2 separate regions of the Zea mays genome follow, and region 2 is linked to region 1. The links are chromatin contacts, called in public Hi-C maps. All regions are on one chromosome and are shown on one strand. Each heading gives the region's core, a stretch centred on a gene start, on an enhancer-like site or on the middle of the called end of the contact. The rest is flanking DNA. Distances are from core to core; before and after follow the strand shown.

Region 1 (6,309 bases), core at 3,205-5,704:
TTTGTTCCCGGTTGATTGAGAAGAAGGAAAGCTCACTCGGTCCGAGGGACCGTTTGAGAGAGGGAAGGGTTGAAAGAGACCCGGCCTTTGTGGCCTCCTCAACGGGGAGTAGGTTTGCAAGAACCGAACCTCGGTAAAACAAATCCACGTGTCACTCTCCTTATTTGCTTGTGATTTGTTTTGCGCCATCTCTTGCGAACTCATTTATTATTACTAACGCTAACCCCGGCTTGTAGTTGTGTTTATATTTGAAAATTTCAGTTTCGCCCTATTCACCCCCCCTCTAGGCGACTATCAAAGCTTCTAAGGGAGGCTTACAGCGAAAAGTCAGCGCTGATACACCAAAAAATAAGCCGTGAGGCCGAAAAGTAAACGACAAAATTGAAGAGAATGGGTGTATATTCTCGACACAAATAACATCTTGCATAGCATAACATCATTACATCATTTTGCATAGCATAACATCATACATCATCTTGCATCAATGGCACGAGAAGGGGATTCAATGTTGATCTTCGGGGAATGATTTGAAAAACTAGTGCCAAGGCACAACATAAGTATTGAGGAAGTATAGCTTCGTCAAACTCTAAGATGAAAAGGTGATCTATTGCTTACGAAGCATGATGATTTTACGAAGATCGGATGTTTTTTACGAAATATGGATGTTCTTCACCACGCATGAAAAGAAGGGAAGGTGTTTTTTCGCCGAAGACTCAAAAACGGTATGTATGTAAGGTTTCATGCGTCGTAAAGAATACAATTACAAGCAGCTTAAATATTGCATTCAAAATTATAGAAATGTTACGCACTTTGTTCAGCAAATATTATATTACAAATGTTTTTACAATAGAAGCTATTCTTCCTTTAAAACTGCTTCTGCAGCTTCGTTCAACAGTCGATTAACAGCTTCGTCTAGAATAGCTTCGGCCACTTTAGTAACTTCATCTTCTTTTTCTGCTTCGGGGTTGGCGGTCAACTCGAGGGCCTCTGAAGGAGGAGATAGTTTAGCTGCGATATAAAACGTAAATAAGTCCGAAGTCACAAAATTAGTAAAGATTTAAAAAGTTATTAAGTAATACCTATTCGCCTCTCAAGTTCCGCTGCTTTCTCAGCTGCCTTCATCGCTTCTTTTGAATCATGGGAATCTTTTTCACTCTTTTTTATCATTTCATGCGCCATCCCCCGGTCGCCATTCTCCCAGATGTCAGTAAAGAATTTTCCGCCAATTAAGCTTGCTTCGGCCGAGGGATCTTTTGTATCTTCAATAGATAAAGCGGCTTCGGCTTGAGCCAAAGTTTTCACATGGTCGCAGCCTGATTTCTCTAAAATAGTTGCGATCCCTCTGGCACCCGAGAAAGCGCAGATATCTCCGCGACCACTTAAAACTTCTTCAAAAGCTTCAGCTTCGTTATTGATCCAATCAATTGGTCCTTCAGGATCACCCCTTACGAAATTGTCTTCGTTAAAAAATGCGCCAACATTGATGAAGCTAGTTTTTATTTTCTTAACACACTCTATAGATTTTTCATAGCACCTCTCCTTGGATGCACAAAGTTCATCAACTGTTTTTTGTAAATGGTTCCTCCAATATATACTAATATCTCGTTCAGCCTCTGCAACACCGCATTTTTCTTTAGCTTCGAATAGCTGTTTCCGAAGATCTTCGGTTTCGCATTTTTGAGCTTCAACTTGGGCTTTGGAAGCAGCTTCGTCTTCCCTTATTTTGTTCAACAATGAGTGTAATATTTTGTCTTTTTCACAACCTTCGTTCCTTAGTTCAATCACTTCGGAATGAAGGTTGTTCAAGGCTATGGTGTATCCTTCATCTTCGACACTTTTTTGCGCCCTGAGGGCGTTGCTAAGAATAAGGCCCTGCAAAAAATGTGGTATTAAGTGTAAGTAAATGGAAGATTTCGTCGTTAAATACAAAAATCTAACTTTCTCACTTTTAAGCTATTGTATGCTAAGCTGTCGGCCAACTCTTCTTTTGATAACACTGAGAGCCCATCTTCTAGTGTAGGGAAACCGAAGCTCTTGCTCATCTCTCGGCAGACAGAAATCTCTTTACTGTCTGGGAGGCAATACAAGAAGTCTTCTTCCCCGCTGCCGTTGAATACCAGGGCCCCCTTTGGATATTTCAATCTTTGAGCATAAAATTGAGCCTCTCGCTTCTCTTTTTCAGATAATCTTTTTCTCGAAGCATGTCGTATAATATAATCAGTAGCTTCAGATAATGTTTCAGGAATAGGAATGGCAGTTTTTTCAGTTAGAGTTGCTTCTGCAGTTTCTTTCTCAATCTTGCCTCCGATTTCCAAGGATTTCTCCTTGGTGGGCTCTAAAGGCCCAGCTTCGGTATCGACTTGGACCTTGGAAGCTTCGGCCTCAATGTGTGTTTCCGAAGCTTCGACAGCTTTCTTCGGAGTAGAGCTTGAAGTTTTTATTGTTTCTAGCACATCTAATACATTGACCATTATCTTTCTCTTGGGGGTTGTCGAGAGATCCTTTTGTGCCTTCGGCATTGCCACCTCCGCAGAAGGACTTATTGCTTCCAATATTCTCGTTTTTCCAACCTTCATCTCTTCAATGTTAATAGCCTTCGGCTCATCTGATTTGGCTGATGATGTCTTCGGCGCTATAGCCGGTTCACTTTTTTGCGTAATCGCAGGTTTTTTGCCTTCGGACACCGAAGAGGTCTCACCGCCAAAATCAGGCACCACGGCCGGTTCAATATAACGTGGTCGATGAGTAAGGACCTTCACCCTTTTCCTCTTCGGCGCAGGATCGCTCGGAGCAGCTGAAGCATCATCTCTCCCGGAATCTCCATTTTTTCTTTTTTGTCCCCGAGGCGGGTAACGGTAGTCGGGATACATGAACCCAATGGCATCGAAAACTCTGTTTAGTCTCTTCTTTTTCCGGTTCCCGAAGGTCGCAGATAATGCGTTATCTTCTGCTCTGGAGTACAACCCAAGCAAATCATCGCTTGTAGCTTCGACGCTTTTCAGCCAGTCGTCGTCTGGCTCGATAAACTGGTCTCTGAATCTGAAGGTATATTTCAGTCGAACCAGACCACCTTCGTGGCGATTGCTGATGAATTCTTTTGGCACCTCCTAGTCGGCTAACAACGGCCATATCCTGTAGGCCTTGTGCTCCTGAACTAAGTCCCTTGTCCCAATGAAAGAGCAGACTAAGTCGAATGCCTTGCGGCACTCTTCGCCCGCTTCGTCAATTTCTACCTTCGGTTTCCGGAGCCCGAAGCGTTGCTAGATAGGGCGCATGACTATATCTTTAATGTCTTCTCGTGCCTTTAAATCATTCTTTACATAAAACCATTCTTTTGTCCACTCTCCGGGCCATCTCTTCCGAAAAGTCGGTACTGGGGAGCTTGAACCAGAACGAGCAATGAAGCTATAGCAGCCGAAATTATTATAATACTGTTCTTTACCCCAGGGCTTCGTCTCATATAACAATTCATGCATGCTGCAGAAACTTTTTGCATTTGGTTCCAAGCCTTGACTCCTTAAAGCCCACACGAAGATTCCCATTCTTATAATAGCTTCGGGGGTAATCTGGTGAAGGTAAATCTGAAATATCTTCAAAACCTCAACTACGAAGCTGCTTAGAGGAATCCGAAGCCCAGCCTTCAAAAAGCTTCAGAAGATCACGACTTCATTCTCCTCTGGAGTAGGACAAGTTTTTTCTCCATCGTCAGTTCTCACAACAGACATATCCCGAAAGTATTTCCCCCTCATGTTGTCAAGATGGCTTTGTTTAATAGTTGATTTTCCAAAAACTGCATGGCTCGGTCGCCAGGGTCGATCTTCAGAGTCTTCCCCGCCGCTCTCCACATCATAGCTGTCACTATCACTACTGTCTTCAGACAAACCTTCCAAAGTTTCCCTAGCAATCTTCTCTGCATTTGTCCTTGCTATCGATTCAATAAAACCAAGGTTCATCTCCTCAGAAAGGCTCAGCTTCGGTTCAGCGATAGCTTTCTTGTCCTCAGACATCTTCGAAAGTGTTGAGAAAAGTGCTCTCAAAGTCGAAGCTTAAAAATTTTAAAAAATCTATGCAAGTGTTGATGAGCAAGAGCTAAGAATTGAGTAAGTAAGAGCAGATGGCAAGAGAGCGTGCCAAATGAGCTCGTGGTACGCTCTTATTTATACACCTGGTGCGTTACCCGCTGGAGTAGGACTGGGCATTCGGGTATACCCGAAATTTCGGGTCGAGTTGTTCGGGTTTTAAATAATTCGGGTATTCAACAGTCGAACCCGAACTCGACCCGATTTTTTCGGGTACCCGAAAATTCAGGTACCAAAAAATCGGGTTCGGGTTCGGGTAATTTACAGTTACCCGATTAAATAGAGGCATGCTACTATTCCTTGCATCAGGACAGCTCACCTGTGGTAGCTGCTCGACAGCGGCAGTGTCAGGACGACGCCATGGCAGACCGTGGACTGGTGCTCGACGGCGGCAGCTGCTGCTAGCTAGGGTTAGGAAATCCTGGACTGCTCGACCTGGACGGGCAGGACGGTTGGTCGGCTACTCGCCTGGAGCTTTGCCGCATGCCGCCTTGGGCTGTATAATGTTGGCCGTTGCCTACTTGCTTGTTAGCTGCACTGCATGTCCACATGGGCCTTGCGTGGTTGGCTGGTTGCCGATTGGGCCTTGGCTGCTTGACGACTTGAGTGTTTTTCTTGTATTCGGGTACCCATTTATTATTCGGGTACCGGATAACTGAAACCGAAATTTGCTATAAAATTTCGGGTACCGGGAGGTTCTACCCAAATTAGATTTCGGGCTTTTAGGTTTCGGGCTTATCGGGTTCGGGTTTTTCGGGTTCGGGATTTGGGTATCGGGTTTTATGCCCAGTCCTACGCTGGAGGGCCCGCTTGTCAGTGGCTGTTGCTATTCTAGCAAAGGGAAGATGTTTTTTTGGACCTTCGGCTCAGGGCCTTCGTCCTTGTCGCAATCTAAATTTATCATTCTAACAAATTAATATTGCGAGGGGCTACTGTTGGGGGCCTTCGGCTTCCAAAGGTCCTCAAAAACATGATTTAACAATGTTTCTGGAAGTACAGTACATGAACAGGTATCTTCGGACTTTAGTTGAAGCCACAGCGTGGAGAAGCATGAGGAGTACGAAGGATAGCACAAAACCGAAGATGTGTGCAGGAGAGCTTCGGCATGATAACAGAAAAAGGAAACCGACTTAAAGATGAAAAGGCTATTCAAACCTCGAGGGACTGCTACAGAGTTGTTAGCAAATGTAGAGGGCATGAGTGTAATTTAACATGGGCTGCGTCTCGTGCCTATAAATAGGTGAACAGTAACTCCTTACTGTTCACGTTGACCTGTCGTTTATCCTTGCGTCACGCTGGTACTTTCACATTCCTTCAAGTCGAAGGTATACTTGTAATCTAATATTGCTTCTATTTTTCCATAGTAATGAAATAAGAGTGAGACAGTGATAATATATGATTATTTATATTATTTTTTATGGTCTATATGATTCTTTCTTCACCCTCATATTTTATGTTAACAAAGGTAAGTCCTTCGTTACCTTCATCCAAAAATCATTATATCCTAAGGGAAATAATGCTTCGAAGGACGAAGGGCTTTAACGTATAACGTTTACTATGTTGTCTTGTTCTTACTTCATAGCATTTGAGAACAAGTCCACAACACTGGGCGAGCGGCGGGCGGTGGCTGGACACTTGAACAGCACCAGTTCGCCATAGCGACGTGGTCGGCTGGTCGCGTCTGTCAGGGGCGGACAGTGGGACATGGGACAGGCGGACAGCGCCACAGCGGCGCGCACTTGCGTGGACGCAGGACGCGGTCTACGGACTATGGTCGGTCAGCCGGTCACGGGTCACACGGGCGGTGGGCACGTGGCTCGGGCGCTCGGCGGCTGACGGCTGGAGCGGTGGAGCCTGGATGGAGGAGAAGACTACGTGGTGGGCGAGCGGCGGCTGGATACAGACTACGTGTTGGGCTGGATCTATTCGCTGTCGCTGCATTTACTAGGCTGCGACCGGGGCTGCAGCCCAGGCAGCCCCGGTCATAGATCCGCCCCTGAGCAGAGACTGACGCGCCACTGGTGGCCCCATTGCTGTGCTAGGGTTTTAGGCTTTCGGCACGACAGACGGCTGCGGCTGCATGAAGCGTGAACTGGCGAGCGTCACGGTGGCACGACCCGACGAGCGATAGTTGTGGCTGGCCGGCTGCGTAAACAAGTGACTGTGAGTTGTGGCGCTGTGTGATGCTGGTCAGTGGGCTACGCGATAGCGCAAGGCTCAAGTAGCTGCA
Region 2 (6,310 bases), core at 1,806-4,305, 94 kb after region 1:
ATCTAGATATATTATAATTCTAAACAAACATTCTCTAAGTCTCGAGACTTAAGAGATTTAGCAGGCTGCGTGGGATTCAACGAACGAGAGAAATAAGTCTGAAAGCGTCCTAATGTTAGGAACGTCTCGGTGGCCACAGGGTTGTAATTTCAAATACGTTATTAAATGAGAAAATATACGGATGATTTTATCTATTTATATTGTTTATGCATTATAGCAGTGATTGTTTGTGTTTTAAATATGGTATTGTATCTTTTATTAGTCCTTTCAGGCACAGACTTCCCACCAAACGAATCATTTTCTGACAATGATTCCACCGAATTTCTAGGCAACTTTAAGCCAGCAACATTCAGACAACACCAGACAAGTACTCCAGGCTTTCATCGAAACAGGCCAATAGTGCAGCTGTTTACTGTAGTTGACGCCTGCTAAAATTTTGTTGGCCAGCTAAGCTAAACTTTATTAGTTCTAGTCCAAACTGTAGCCATTTTTTTAGGATAAGCCGAAATTTGGCTTTGGCAAACACTGGTTGGTAACCATGCATGCTCCAAACTACTACATCTAGTCCACCCGAGCAGGATAGGCTGAAGCCACTGTTACGAATCAACGGCACAAAAAGATTAAACACACAAAAAGATTAAACACAGAGAAGGCATAGATTTAACGTGAAAAATCTCTCCAAAACGAAGGAGAAAAAACCATAAGTACCGGCCAGCAACGATATCATTTTTTTCGGGTGGTTATATATCGCATAAGATTTACAATGAGGTGACGATCTTCTGTATATTACAATCGCTAACTTGACCATCTTCTTTAGAATTTGGATCATAAACTCAACAGCCACACGTGGAACAAGAAGTGTAGTAAGCCGATGCACGGCTCTCAGTCAGTACTCAGTATGCCTCCGCACACGGCATACGCGTGACACCAGTTGCTGTCAAGGCAGACAAGTTCCATCGGTTGTAATAGAAAGTAGAGTCCACTTTACACGGTAAAGCAACATAGCACCAAGATTACAGCTTCCTGATGTACAAATGTGTATCTTCAGGTACACAAACACAAATGGTAACAGAATAGCTCATATCATACAGCCCAATGTATCATAATAGGATACACACTTAGACAGAGACAATTGAATCACGAATAAATTGAGTCTCAACTTGGCATTGAGACTTTAAAGTTTAAAGGATGGATATCTTGATTGTTTCATACTATCAGGTTACATATATACAGGAAAAATCCCAGACAAGAAGGGGCAATAGTTGCCATCTTACCAATGATCAAACTAGTCAAGACCAAATACTTTCCAGAACACTAGTCACACTACATGCAGCAAAATCCACGCGATGGAACAGTTCCATTTCTGGATCATTCATACTATAACAACGTCACATGGGAACAATACAGCCTTGGCAGCAATACCATGCCACCAGGATGCCTAAAATCGCTCCGGCAAAGACCTGTGACGGAGTATGTCCTAACAACTCCTTAAGTTTTCTTTCGCTAATCGGATGGCCTTCAAACAGGTCCTCAACGATCTTATTGAGTACCTGTGTGATCGTATTGCAAATATTAGTAAATGACAGAAGGTACATACAACAGGCACACATCTAGTTCGAGGATGTAATTAGAGGACCAAAACTTCCTTCAAAGTACACAGTGGGTACCATCCAGGAAAAGCACCACATCATAACATATCATGTTGTGCTTGGAGCTTGGTTGATGTGATTCGAGCATGTCCCAAGAGATATTCAAGATTACTCTAAACATAGCTGAAACATAGTTCAGCTGTCAAAAAATACAATAACTGTTATTGAATACCTACACAGCAAATGTTGATATGTTGGTGACCGTCACAACAAATGCTGATATTCAATATCACCGACAAAATGAGTCTCAGCAAACATCACTGAGAACAGAATGCCTTGTGCTATTGCAAGGTGATGCACCAGGCAAACTGCCAACTGGCGATGGTTTAACATATGAGCTGTGCGCCTTTGATATATGGTTAACCGTTTGTTTCAGGATTACGATGCCCAACCAATCACACAAAAATCTACATCTTGAACAACCGTAGACATCACGTCCTGATTTATTAATACGAGACTAACATCGTTGCAGACATCAAAACGGTCTCCCTCAGACTGCAAAACTAGCTCAACGAAAGCAAGATTTCCCAAACGAGTTGCAGAATGCCACCAAAACATTGCAAGATACAAAAAAGAAAGCATGCAAGTGAAGCATGAGTTCACCTCGGCCTGCATTCCGGCGTGGCGCCTGACGCCCGTGGCATCGTACATAACTATAAGACTGAAACCGAGACAAACGGGGAAGAGCGCGTCGCTGACACCATGGCAGAGCGCCACGGAGGCGGTGAGCGCGGTGCACAGCGCGGTGTGCGAGGACGGCATCCCGCCGGAGCTGAAGAGCATCCGCAGGTCCCACCGCCGCTCGACGACGGAGGTGAGCAGCGCCTTGGCGGCCTGCGCCACCGCCCACGCCACCAGCCCCGACACGAAGGTCGGGTTGGCGGCCAGCGCCAGCAGGTACGGGCTCTCCCGTGCCTTGGTCACCGCCGCCGCCGTGGTGCTCATCAGCAGCGTTCCTATCCCGGCCCCGCCAGTGGCCGCGGTCGCGAGGTCGGGTAGCTCCCCTCCCGTGCGGCCGCCCCGCAGCGCGGTGGCGAGGAGCAGAGCAAGTGAGGGCGACGGCGACGGCGCGGCGGTGGGGGCGTGGGCGTTGGATGCTAGGGTCTGAACGGCACGGCGGCGGCGGCAAGGGGGCTTGCTGAGGAGCCTGATGGCCGGGTCGAGGAGGTTCGGGAGGAGTGCCCTAGCGAAGCGGCTGGAGCTGAGCACCTCCATTGCTTCTGCTCCGCATCGCCGCGCGGAGGTGGAGTAGTGTGGCCGTGGCGATTAGGCTTCTTGTCCTGGAATACCCCTGCGCTTTTGCCGTATTCACGACGCGTGCCTCCTGCGGAGGGGCTGGTCACCGAGGGGTGTTTTCGGTAGCTACGAAACGGGGCGAGGGGTTTCTAGCATATTGCGGAGAAGATTCGGGGGTGGTCGGAGTCGCCGTCCTAGCCAATGCAAGCTGCTGCTGATTTATGTGGCTGGCACTCTCAGTTTGGATTTTACCAATTTGTCTATAATTTTATGTTTGTTTTCCTGGCAATTGGCGTATAGGAGTGCTCGGTTTTGATTTCATTTTGTCTATAAACATGGCAGGAGAAACGGCTAGCCTATACTTTCTCCGTCCATAAAAAAATACAAGTTCAGAATAGCTATCAAATTATATCAAAATGTAAATATTTACATTTCTAAAAAAATATTTGTAATATTAGATAAATATAATTACAAGCTTAGATATATATCACCTAGGGTGATAGATCAGGGGTCTATCACCTGGAACCGACACAGCGCCCCGCACGCGTAACCGACCGAGTCGCCCTCGCGTAGGGCTGACAATGGGCCTCAAATTTTATACTATAAAACTTAAAGATCGAATCGGATTAGGATCGGACTTTGTTTCTATTCATTTTTGAACTATAAATAAATTAAGGCCCTACCAAATTGTGAAGAGCCATTTGGATCGCGATCCATTACCACCCCCTCGCGCGCCCGCCACGTGCCCGACCAAGCCGCCCCTCACGCCCGCTCGCGTCCCCCAACCGACCGAGCGAGTCGTCTCCCATACGAGCACTCGAATGCCTTAACGCGCTAAAAAATGTCTTAATGTTTTCTTTACACTTAATGATTTAATGTTGCCATAACGTTAAAATGACTTAGTATTGCCTACCATGAATGAACAAAAAAAATAAGGAATGCCTGAGAATACATGAAAATAACTGAAAAACAAAAAATTACTTAATGTTTCCTAAAATCCGAAATTACTGAAAAAGTAAAAAAAATGTCTGAGAAAGCACGGAGAATGCTAAAAAAATGACTTCATGTTACCTTGAACATGACTTAATATTTTCCTCAAAACAAGAATAACTTAATGTTTTACTGGACGAAAGAAGCCAAACCGGGAAGCCGAGCGGGCGCGTGAAGGGAGCCACGCGTGGCCTGAAGGGAGCCGAAGCCGCATGGAGGGAGCTCGGGCTCGGTCTAACGGGCACAATATATCTAGATATATCTTGATATTTACACTTTTAAGAAGCTCGGGGATAAATCTCTTATCCCACTATTTAAACACACTGGTCACATGTAGGAGATATGGCCAATTGGCCATACACGTTAAGCTGTCAATATCCACCTCTAAGAGCAACTCCAAAAGAACGTGTAAACTAACCCTAAAACAAATATTAGTAATGAATAGTGGTTTTTCTTACTCCAACAATTCCTTCACTCTTCCTCAAAAAATTGGTGTCCCACATCCACAGCCTCCTCTCTCTCATATTCTCTCTCATATTTTGGTGTGTCTCATCCCTCCCCAATCTATTCATCAACGTGTCGGATTATCCACAGTCTCTCGACAACTGTACAGATTACGCCACATGTCATATTTAGAGTAACTGTTAGAGTACCCATCATGATTCACTCTTAAAACTTTAGTCTACTCTTAATAATCAGTTTTTAGGGTAAAAATTTTAACATTCTTTTGGAGTTGCTCTAAGTTACAAGCAAAAGTTTGACATAATGAAAAAAAGAAGTTCCAGACACACAAAAAGGGAATGTAAAGCAAATGATGTCAGTTTGTATCATAAATCTTGCGACTTGCGAGTACGTTTTTCTTCAGCCAAGGCGAAACACAGAGTAACATATCTCCTGTTCTCAATGCTCCAACCCGGAAGGCCGATCCCCGCCCCAAACCCCAAACCCTCGTCGCCGCCCGGTGGCCGTCGCCCAAGCGCACCCGCGGAAGATGTCGCTGTCGAAGCCGGTCTCGGCACGCCGCCTCGTGCCGGCGCTCTTCCCGCTCGCGCACGCGGACGCCGCCTCGGCCACGGCTTCCCGCCGCGAGCGCCGTAAGGACACGTTCGTCGCGACGCCCCCGATCCCCGCGCCTTCCCCGCGGGCAGTGCGCCTCGCGGAGCCGCTCCCCACGCTGGCGCCGTCACGCCTCGCGTTCCACAACCGGATCCTCGCGCTCCTCTCGGGGCCCCAGGCCGACCTCCCCGAGGCGGCGCTCCTCACCCGCCACGCGCTCCACTCCAACTGCCGCCCCTCATCCTTCACCTGCGCCGCCGTCCTCGCCGCGCTCCTCCGCACGCGCCGCCTCGAAGACTTCTTCGCGCTGCACCGCTTCGCGCTCCAAGCCGCCGTCCCGCCCACCGCCGCCACGCACGTGCTCTACCTATCCGCGCTCGCCGCGCGCCGCCTCGCCGACGACGCGCTCCACCACCTCCGCATCATCGCCCGCCCCGGCTCCCCCGTGCCGCCCTCCCCGACGGCCTACCGCGTCGTCGTCGAGTGCCTCGTTGCAGACCACGGCCGGCTCGCGGATGCCGTCAAGCTCAAGGATGAGATGCTCACCTCTGGATTCGTCGGGCCGGATCCCAAGGTCTACAGCCTTCTCATGGCTGGGTTCGTGGGTGCTGGGGATGGAGCCAAAGCCTTGGAGCTGTACCAAGAACTCAAGGACAAGGTTGGGGGCGAACCAATTCTGGATGGCATTGTGTACGGGACTCTCATGAAGGCGTACTTCCTTATGGGAACGGGGGAAAAGGTTATGGAGTGTTACAAAGAGGTGCTGTGTGTTGAATCTGCGGTGAGGTTTGGGGCCGAGAGCTACAATGAGGTGGTTGATGCGCTTGGGCAGAATGGGAGGTTGGAGGATGCACTTAAGCTGTTCGACAGAATGCTTGAGGAACATGACCCGCCACTGCGGATTGCAGTTGATCTGAGAAGCTTCAGGGTGATGGTTGATACCTATTGTGCTGCTGGGAGATTTGAAGATGCAGTTGCAGTGTTCAGAAGAATGGGGGAATGGAAGCTGGTGCCTGATGTGGCATCCTATAATAATTTGATTCGGCACCTGCAGATTAACCAGCTGATAGATAAGGCGGAGGTGCTCTACAATGAGATGTGTGAGAGTGGTGTTGGTGCGGATAAGGAGACATATTTACTGCTCACGGAAGCATGCTTCAGTGTTGATCGCATCGATGATGGTATCTCTTACTTTGACAAAATGGACGAATTGGAGCTGAAGCCTGATGCAACTGCATATCATAAACTTATTGATGGCCTGGTGGGTTTCAGTATGGTCGACAAGGCTCAGGAATACTTCAATCAGATGAAGGAGAAGGGAGTTAACCCAAGCATCTCAAGCTACGAGACATTGCTGAAGGCATATATTGCTGCTGACC

The links. Hi-C and Micro-C count contacts between places; a contact is called where the count stands out from the background.
Region 2: a contact with region 1 is called in a Hi-C map of ear, with 1.8 times the contacts expected there. The contact joins the promoter of LOC103630623 here to the enhancer-like site in region 1. A contact is called at or near these places in 4 of 25 Hi-C or Micro-C datasets (ear, leaf, leaf mesophyll and 1 more).

The regions. Positions count from the first base shown.
Region 1 is chr6:170,752,472-170,758,780 of Zm-B73-REFERENCE-NAM-5.0, forward strand. No RefSeq gene overlaps it. Among protein-coding and RNA genes, the nearest start is that of LOC100283705, 16 kb to the left of the region's middle. Within about 2 kb of position 4,455, at least 5 of the 20 cell types and tissues checked have an H3K27ac peak or open chromatin away from gene starts, as enhancers often do. A contact at or near this core is called in ear, where this site is marked.
Region 2 is chr6:170,848,311-170,854,620 of Zm-B73-REFERENCE-NAM-5.0, forward strand. LOC103630623 (Acid phosphatase/vanadium-dependent haloperoxidase-related protein) reads right to left here and starts at 3,056. Exons shown (of 2, transcript XM_008651669.4): 1 at 2,253-3,056; 2 at 1,067-1,550. The coding sequence starts at 2,864. The coding sequence ends at 1,389. LOC100279827 reads left to right here and starts at 4,718. Exons shown (of 1, transcript NM_001152781.2): 1 at 4,718-6,310. The coding sequence starts at 4,867.